Linked DNA regions of Mus musculus: regions 1 and 2 are each linked to region 3. Evidence: chromatin contacts called from public HiChIP or PLAC-seq data. All regions are on one chromosome and are shown on one strand. Each heading gives the region's core, a stretch centred on a gene start, on an enhancer-like site or on the middle of the called end of the contact. The rest is flanking DNA. Distances are from core to core; before and after follow the strand shown.

Region 1 (3,169 bases), core at 17-2,516, 360 kb before region 3:
TTTGGTGGGGAGGTAGCAAGGGCAAAGAGCGCATAGGAAGAGACAAGGAGGTGAGTGGGGTTGGGGTGAAGGATGTGAAATTCACAAAGAATCAATAAAAAGTTTTTCAAAAGAAAATGTGTTCTCTATGTACACAATGAAATGATACTCAGCCATAAATAACAAAAGCATAAAATATGTGGGAGATATATATATATATATATCTCCCACATATATATATATATATATGGAAAATATTAAGTGAGCTAACACAGACTCAGCAAAACAACAACAATAATAAAAAATGTTCTCTCTCAAATGTAAATCCTCCTGTCACATTTTCAGATTTGTGTGTTTAATTTGGAGTGTATATGGTGGCAAGAAAACTAGAAAAAGAAGATTAAATGAGGTTCTTAAGGGAGGGAAGATAGCACATGTGATATCACTATAGGGAGAGAGGTCTCTGGAGGTGGGAAGATTTAAACAGGCATAGGGAAAGGAGAGGGATTGGGAGAGTTAGCCAAAGCTTCAGATGTCTGAAACCCATATGGAGAGCTAATTAAAAGCATAATTTAACAAAAGGAAGCTTGAAGTTAAGCACCCTGCACAGGTGGATAATTCTCCTCCCAAAAGCCACAGATTGTTGAACAAGAATCCCAGTGGTAGGCATGGGGCCCCTCCCTCTGAATTGTTGGTCAGTAAGACCCCAGAGGTCTCTAAATTAATATAGGCTTCTGACATTGCTTCTGGCTGCCCATCAGGACTAGTTGATAATAAGGCCATATTTCTGAAGACTCAACACATCATACCATAGGGGAAGAACAACGAGGTGGAAAGGGCAAAGGATGGCACTTTACTACCCAAGTCTGTACTCTACTGGATTCAGTCTCAGGCAGGGCTGCTTGTCCCCACCAGCAACAGCCTGAGCAAATCCCAAGAGCTAAAGCCATTTTTCTAGCTCTGTTGGTGCATGCAAAGAAGACAAGACAGGCTTCCCTTCCAAAAGCATGACCCTTCTCTGCACTTTGAAAACCCCACTGGGAATTCTAACCACAGAAAAATCCTGCCGTTGTGAATTCTGTCATCTGTGACATACCTCATTCTCTGTCTATTTTTATTCTCTCTAAGCAAATAGGGTTTTTTTTTTCTCACTTGAAAGTTATTATACCACTGCCAGCTGCTGGGATTACACAAATAAATTGATAATAGCAAAGCAATATGCTGCCCCGTGTTCAAACATCACCGCACAACAACAAAGCAGCCTGCAGTGCCAGCTCCCATTCACAGCCTGCAAACAGAAGCAGCACAAATGAGGGCCACCCACTCTCCCAGCCTCAGAGGGACAGAGTGGCAAGCAGCATGGTCCCAGGATGGAGTTTTACTCTTCCATTGCCAATGTACTCTTACGTCCAGGGAGAATGTGCAAAGTCATGCTCATCCGCCAAGTAACTCAGTGTGATGCAGACACTCCTCTTCCTTTGAGTGGGGTCAGCACCCTGATGCATAGTAATCAAGCATCTAGTTATAAATAAGCTTGCCATACTGAACAACAGGATAAACAATTAATATTAAGAATGTTTGTGTGTGTTTTATATACATAGGCAAAGATGCCTTACAACTTACTAAGCTGTGATATACCCCCTCAGAACAGGGATCACATCTTCTCTGCCTGCCACTAATTCCAGCATCTGGCACAATGGGCCATCAATAAACAGTAAATACATACAAACAAACATATGTACATACATACATGCATACAATGTACATACATAATACAGGTAAAGGAATTTAGGGAGGAAATCTGCATTTTTTTTTGCTTCTGTGCATTTTAGTTTTTTAATGCAATCCTAGAGTAAGCAAGATAGCTGTGAACACTTCAGCTCCTAAGTAATGGAGGAGAGCTGGAGAAAATGGCCAGACTCTGGAAGGCTACGATGCTCTCCCACGAAGCTAATGTTCCATGAACTTTACTGCAGCTGAAGGAGTCTGCTCAGTGTGGCAAATATCTGTGGGGTTTGCCTACCTAGCAACCATGTGCTCTTCTTAGGTAGCTTCCTTTGAAGAACGTCCCCCCCTATTCTCACCACAGGCAATTTGGGCTTTTCACATTTTGACATTTTGGTGTAGGTGTGGGTCCCAACTAGGCCAGGCAGAGTTTTCTTAGCCCAGAGATGAATCTTAATCACAACAAACCTAGAAAAAAAAAATCATGGTGGAGGTTGTCCCTTCTGTGTGCTTCCAAACAGCTTATCTATTAGTGAGGCAGCCGCCTAGATTGTTCATCGACATACTGAGACGTTGCTAGAACACAGTAAGGGATTCACACCAGTGAAGGCTCTTCCCATAGAGTCACTGCTCTGCTCACTCAGCAATGGTTCTTGACCTAACTCCTTCACAGAAGTCCAGGGCAGTACAAAGTAGAGAATTTCAAGCCAGGAATTCTGGGTCGTAAATCTGCCCAGGAGTAGTAAATCACTTCCCCTCTTAGCCCCTCCGTCTCTTTCTCCCTAGCACGAAGGAACTAGGACCAATGCCCACAAAGGGGCCTTGTGTGTTAGCTCAGCAGAAATTGACCCCCTGAATCTCGGGCATCGGCAAAACAAAGCTCACATTGTGGGGCCACTAAAGCTTTGAGTTTAAAGCAGTTAATCCCTTGGCTGATGACTGGAACAAAGAGGATTAACCTCAGCTAAGACAGTCACCATCCAAATATAGAGCGACCCCAAGAACACATGAGACACAGAATACACCCCGCCTTCTCTCAAACTGGCTTCTCATCTTATGTTCTTTCTCTCTTGGCTGTTAGTAAACTCATAGTTTAATCAGCTCCTAAAAGCTAAGGGGTGAGATTGTCAGGATCTTCTCCTTGTCCCTCCACTGCCTTCCTAAATTCTCCAACCCAGAGTTCATTGATCCTCCTTTGAAACACACACACTCAAGGTTCTCCATGTCTAGCACTAAATAAATAAAGCATACATGCACCATGTGCCAGCAACCACGTCAGACATCTGACCTAAGAAAGCAGCCAAGATGGCAGTCTCAACTCTGAAACCAATGGGAATGCTCCTGTTGTAAGCTGTGTGCATCACTCGGTACTCCATACCATCATCTCCTTCAGGGTTCTCCCACAAGCCCAGGAAGCAGATCTTACAGTGGCCAGTCCACAAGTGGGAAAACTGAGACTGAGCAG
Region 2 (3,284 bases), core at 238-2,737, 340 kb before region 3:
TTCTGGGTTTCTTTTTTTATTAGATATTCTCCTTATTTACATTTCAAATGTTATCCTCTTTTCTGGTTTCCCCTCCCAAAACCCCCTATCCCATCCCCTTTTTCCCTGCTCACCAACCCACCCACTTCTGCTTCCTGATCCTGGCATTCCCCTTCACAGGACCAAGGGTCTCTCCTCCCATTGATGGCCAACTAGGCCATGCTTTGCTACATATGCAGCTAGAGCCATGAATCCCACCATGTGTTTTCTTTGGTTGGTGGTTTAGTCCCTGGGAGCTCTGGGGGTACTGGTTAGTTCATATTGCTGTTCCTCCTATAGGGTTGCAACCCCCTTCAGCTCCTTGAGTCCATTCTTCATTGGGGACCCTGTGCTCCATCCAATGGATGGCTGTGAGCATCCACTTCTGTATTTGTCATGACTATTTTTAAATATACACTTATATTACGGCTGACCTTTGTAAGTACTTACTACATACCAGCCACAGTACTAAACTACTTTCATGTTCTGGTTTATTTAGTCTTCACAGCAACATCGTAAAGTAAGTCCCCTTGCCTTCTTGAACTAAGAATAGAGACTCACAGAGGAGTGAAACAAGCTCCAGAGGTCACGTGGCTGGCTGGAGAGATGGCTTAGCAGTTAAGACCCTTTCTTCCAGAGGATCATGGTTTGATTCCCAGGACCCACATAGCAGTTCACAGCCAGTTCCAGGAGCTCTGATACCTTCTTCTGGCCTCTTTAGGTACCAGGCACACACATAGTACACAGATATTCATGCAGGCAGAACACCTATACCTCCAGATCAGAAGTTTGGCAATCTATCTCAAGAAATTTTACTTGTAAAACCATTGCTGAACCCGTATAGGTTGTGGGACAGGATGAGGAAATGTCCTGTAGAATGACCATGAAGAGGCCAGAAAATGAGGGTACAAGAAACATTGTGGTATACTGTAGGAACTCAATAATGCCAGCTATAATATAAATATATATTCTTTAAAATGTATATTGAAATGTGTACTTAAATGTTTGGTTATACATAAAGAAATGAACTGCATTGTAACATTTTTAGATATATGTATTAATATTAAAACAGGGATTTTTTTGGTAAACCTGATATGTAATTTTATATATAGTCATTTTTGTGTTTCCAGTTTCTAAAGGGAATATGTTCCATGAAGAAATGAAGACACAGTTCAAAGAATCTATACTCCATCCAATCCAGGCTTCTTCAGCAATTGTGGAGTTTAGAAGGATGTAAATTCTGTGTGCAGCCCATTACTGACCTAAGGCTGGTGATTAGCAACTCTAGAGGTAAACCAGCCCCCTTGCTTATGACTTATTCAGAAACTCAAGCCTAACAGCATTTCTTTGCCACAGAGATTGATTTTAGAAGGTTTGCAGGGTCTGGCTAAATAAAGAACCACTCCTGGAAGGCCTGTCTCTGGTTCATTGCTTTTGAAAGAGGAAGTGGAGAACTCTGCTTGCTGCTGGCAGCCATTCTAAGCCATGTTGAGGACCAGCATCTGCATGAAGGCTGCTGCCTTAGCCCAGGCTCCTCCATCCACACCCTTGCTTCCTCTTGCACCTGCTCCTCATCACAGTTCTCCATCCCAGAAAGTCTCAGTGACAGTCACAGTGCAATGCCTCCAAGGCAGTGGGCTCGCATCAGATTCCATCCTGAGGAATTGCTTTCCAAGACACTTCCCAGTGCCAAATGCCGTTGACTATTTTTCCCCTGAAAGCGTAGCCTTTGCATGCAGAACTCGGAGTGCAAGGGTAGGTATAATCTCAAGGATGAAATAGAAGAGGAAGAAACGCACAGTTAAGAGCTTATTATTCCACTAGTCACTCCTGTCAACAAGTGAGCATTAACCTCGCAGGAAATTTCTGAAGAAACATATAAAACATGACATAGAAATGTTGCCCAGGGGTTAGAAGAGTGAAGCATTGACATGCCAGCTTTCACCCCACATCAGTCAAAGGGTGCACTGTGTGCTGTGAACTTCTCTTTATGCACAAGTGTCCAGATGATCAAATGATGGATTCTCCCTGAGTGTGGCTCATCTAGTATGAGAAATGCCCTAGAAGTCAAATACATACATACATGTATACATTTGTCCAATATATAATATATGATATGTAATATATAGTATATAGTATAATATATAATATATATAGACTAGACAAATGGTGACAGGGATGAGGAAGCTTGATGGTAGAGTACTTGCTTAGCCTGAGGAAGGCCCTGGCTTCAATTCCAAGCACCACCAGAGACAGAGATGGGGAGAGAACAGAAAAGGCAGAAAGAGAGAGAGCAGATAAATCATGAACAGTATGTTGTGGCATAAGTGGTAACAGAAAGGCTGCTAAAGAGATAAGGATTGTCAATCGGTTCCCCTTAATTTTAGCACATCGTTCATCCTCCAAAATAGCATATAAACACTAAATTCCTAGTTGCTTTCATCTTCTTAAAAGTGGACCTCAAGGGAGCCAGGAGATGTAAGGCTACACAGGTTTACAGTCATGAAATCTGTCCTGTTTAACCCATTTAGGACATGATTTAGAATACTTTTACTCACTGGCTTATTAAGATTTTCCTCGGAGATTCATTAATGGCGGCTCCTGCAGAGAAAGTTAGATAGAAGGCAGTTCAGCTATGAATTAGACTAGCATCCTGATCAAACAGAATCTCTATAGATCGGATGCCACTTACAAGCTAATTTAACTAAGCTTGGATCTCCCGCATTAATAACTCCATAATTCATAGTTGCAAATAGTTACAGTTCATTGCACAGGCTCATTTTGTTCTCCTGAGGGAAATGCTCGGCTTGTGGGGAATCCTGTGGCTTAGAAATGGGAAATGTGTGCCTGGGTAGCTTGTAACACTAAAGCCACATACCTGGAACTTGGTTTGCCTTCACTTCTCGAAATAGAAGGGCAATAGATGACCAGCTGGGTATCACTGGCTGACCCTCTTATCCAAAAGTGTTTGGGACAAGTTCTTCCTTTAAATGCAAGAGCCTGTGACAGTGTGAGCACTGCCATGGCAATTGCTTGTTTGTTTGCAAGGCAATGGGTACCATAGTGATGTTTTCATACAAACATGTCACTCTGTTTTCTTCCTGTTTCCCACCCCCTCACCACTCCACTCTTCTCAGTCCCCCTAAATAGCTCCTCTTTGTGCTTTAAAGTGATATATACTTCCTTTTCCTCTTTTGTTCCCTCCCTTTAGACTTTTTTCTCCCTACTCATAGTTCCCTTTCTACTTTCATATCATACAAGCATGC
Region 3 (3,053 bases), core at 198-2,697:
AGCTTTGCTTGCTAACAGAGAAGTGTCTCACAGTAAAAATGAGGTACAGGTTAAAAAAATTAGAACATTCTCTGAAACACTGCTTGGGAGATTGTTTTTATTTGTTTTAGTTTGGCTTTATTTATTTGTTTTTTAAAAAAAGAAAGTAGGCTTCTGTTTCTTGTCTTTGCCATCTGCCTCTTAACATAAAACTATTTGTGTTGTTTTAATTGTAGATTGTTCCTTATGAATGTTGCATTGTATGGATGTACGACAAGTTATTTCTGTCAGTCTGAGTCTCCCATGAGTTAAGCTGCCATTAAAAAGTCTTAGTACAGAAATATGTTTGGGGCTGGCAAGACTGTTCAGTAGGTCAGGATGCTTGCAAACAAGACTGATACCTGAGTTTAATAACAGGGATTTACATTGTGGTATAAGGGAACCAACTGCCTCAAGTTATTTCTGACTTCCATATACCATGGCATGAGCACAAACACATATGCATGCGTGCGTGCGTGCTCAAACACAGAGAGAGAGAGACAGAGACAGACAGACAGACACAGACAGACAGACAGACAGACAGACAGACGGGGAATTTTAAAAGAAAGATTTTGCTTTTATTAATAACTTTAGTCCATTGCTGGGTGTAATCTGAGTGTTTTTTGACATTGTAGAAACCACTAGCCTAGTTTCCAAAATCTATCCTTTTACATGACATTAACAGTGTGTCTGAGTTTCCATTATTTTATATTCTGGTCAACACTTTGTACTATTAGTCTTTAATCTGAGCTGTTCTAGTAGTCATATATTTGTATACCTATGAGGTTTATTTGAATTGTTTTGTGTCTGCCTTGTTTATGGAGGTCCACCCACCCACCCACCCATCACCCCGCCACCAGAGACCGGAAGAGGTCATCAGATTCTCTGGAGCTGGAGTTGCAGGCTGCTCTGAGCTGCCTGACATAGGTTTCCTCTGAAAGAACAGCAGGCACCCCAAACCCCTGGGCAGTCTTCCTTAGAGTTTTCATTTCTGTTCTCCTGTTGAATGGCACAGCTAGGAATGCTTTCTCGTGTATGTCTTGTATTAGTGCTGTTTTTTAGTAAGCTGCTTATTCTAGGCCCCTGCCTGTTTGTTCCCTATTGAAATAACTTGGCATCTTTGTCAAATTAAGTAGCTGACTTCAGTTCTTTTCCACTGACCTTTATCCTGTTTTACACCAGGACTATACTGGCTTGATTCATGTGGCTCTTAAAGTCATGTGCATGATTTTAGGGATATAACTATTAGAGTTTCTGATTTACAAATGTCCTTTCTCTGTATGAACCTTTAATTTCAGTATTTTTTTTTAGTTCCATGGTGTAAATATTATCCATCTTTTACATTTTTCCCTAACCAAATGTCTTGCTGTTACTGTAAATGCTATAGCTTTTACTTTCAGTTTTAGTGTCTACGTATCTTTGCCAATACATAAAACTAATACTGACTTGGGCGTCTGCCTCACAACACTCGGGCACTTATTCTAGTAGCATGCTTGTTGTTTAGAATCTTTGTAGACAGTTAGGTCATCTTTGAGTCGATTCACCACTTCTTCCGGTTGCATGTATTGTTTCTTTTCTGTTTGGTGCACTGAGTAGCCCTCCAGAGCAGTGCTGGATACACGTAGCACGGTGGCTGTTCTTCGGTCTTATTCTTGATTTCAGATTAGTGCACTTAGTCTTCTTATCCTTGGGAATGATGTTGACTGACTATATAGAGTTGTTTTGTGTTTTAAGAATGTCTTATCAGGTTGAGGATTTTTTTTTTTCTGTTAGTGTTCTGATCATTTATTTTAGTAGGTATCAGTTTTTACCAAGTTGTCTTCCCCTTTTGGTTTTCCTCAGTTTGAGGGTTAGTAGACCTAAACTGAATTTTTTAATTGTTTATTTTCTTGAGACTATACTGTATTTACATCATTTCTTTCTTCCCTTTCCTCCCTCCACCAATTGCTGTTACGTACATATTTTTTGCAACACTACGATAGAGTTCTTAGAATTAACCCGCTTGTTCACGATATGCTTATCTTCCACATGGATTGCCTAAGTCAGGTTACCAAAAATTCTGCTAGTGATTCTGCACCATTCCTAAGAGTGACCAATGCTTTTCTGCCTTTATCTGGTTTTGATGTTGGCGGCTCAGAAAACAAGCTGTGACCTGTTGTTTATTTGTCTGTTTCCTAAAAGTGTTTGCGTAAGATCTGTGTTGCGGCTCCCTTAAGTGTTTGTGGGATTCACCAGAAAGCTCCTGGCCTGGGGTTCCCCTTGAAGCAAAGTTCTAAACCACAAATTCAGTGGCTTGAATGAATACTGAAGTTATTTATGTCATTGTGAGCAGATTTGATCATTTCTTTAGAGTTAGTGAACTCAACACAGAAGTTGTTTATAGTCAGTCTTTAATATCCTTCCTGTGTGTAGACCCTGTGGTTTCCCTCTTAGACTTGTGGTACCACTGTGTAGCTCGGGTAGCTTGTAACCTTCCTCATCAGAGCAGCTACGGTTTGCTGATACTATTGACTAGCTTTTCTAACTGTTGAAACTAGCTGTTTTCCTGCTTTCTGAATCACTCATTTCTGTCCATTCTAGGGTTTTGTTTTGTTGGAGATTTTGAATTAATGTACTGTCTTGATTTTTTCCCCTTTATTGGAAATATATTTTTCTCTTACATAATATATTCTAATTACAATATCTCTTCCTCACCTCCCCTCTAGATCCACCCCCTTCCTGTCTCATAGAAAACAAACTGGCCCGTCCTCTGGTGGTAGCCTTTAATCCCAGCATTAATGAGGTAGAGGCAGGTGCATCTCTGAGCTCAAGGCCTACAGAGTGAGTTCCAGGACAATCAAGTATTGAAAAAAGAAACAAAAATATTTTAAAAAATGTTCCTACATGATAATAATAAGATACAACAAAAACTAACACACTGGATGGAATAGGCCAAAACAAACAGAAGGGGAAGAGCCCAAGAGAAAATACAAGAATATAGACATACAAACCCATCATCTGCACATTCCAAAACCCTATGAAAACACTAAACTAGA

Evidence for each region. HiChIP or PLAC-seq counts read pairs in DNA pulled down with a chosen protein or histone mark.
Region 1: an H3K27ac HiChIP or PLAC-seq map of large pre-B cells shows a contact between it and region 3, with 2.4 times the contacts expected there. The contact joins two enhancer-like sites. A contact is called at or near these places in 2 of 39 promoter capture datasets (the C10 cell line and neural stem cells) and 1 of 115 datasets of contacts at active chromatin or transcription factors (large pre-B cells).
Region 2: an H3K27ac HiChIP or PLAC-seq map of large pre-B cells shows a contact between it and region 3, with 2.1 times the contacts expected there. The contact joins two enhancer-like sites. A contact is called at or near these places in 3 of 39 promoter capture datasets (the C10 cell line and neural stem cells) and 1 of 115 datasets of contacts at active chromatin or transcription factors (large pre-B cells).

Annotation. Positions count from the first base shown.
Region 1 is chr7:75,294,400-75,297,568 of GRCm38.p6, forward strand. The region is part of intron 1 of Sv2b (synaptic vesicle glycoprotein 2 b); the gene reads right to left. Among named protein-coding and RNA genes, the nearest start is that of 1500012K07Rik, 13 kb to the right of the region's middle. Within about 2 kb of position 1,267, at least 41 of the 459 cell types and tissues checked have an H3K27ac peak or open chromatin away from gene starts, as enhancers often do.
Region 2 is chr7:75,317,059-75,320,342 of GRCm38.p6, forward strand. The region is part of intron 2 of 1500012K07Rik (RIKEN cDNA 1500012K07 gene); the gene reads left to right. Among named protein-coding and RNA genes, the nearest start is that of Sv2b, 9.4 kb to the left of the region's middle. Within about 2 kb of position 1,488, at least 19 of the 459 cell types and tissues checked have an H3K27ac peak or open chromatin away from gene starts, as enhancers often do.
Region 3 is chr7:75,654,339-75,657,391 of GRCm38.p6, forward strand. All of the region lies in intron 8 of Akap13 (A kinase (PRKA) anchor protein 13), which reads left to right. Among named protein-coding and RNA genes, the nearest start is that of AU020206, 130 kb to the right of the region's middle. Within about 2 kb of position 1,448, at least 172 of the 459 cell types and tissues checked have an H3K27ac peak or open chromatin away from gene starts, as enhancers often do.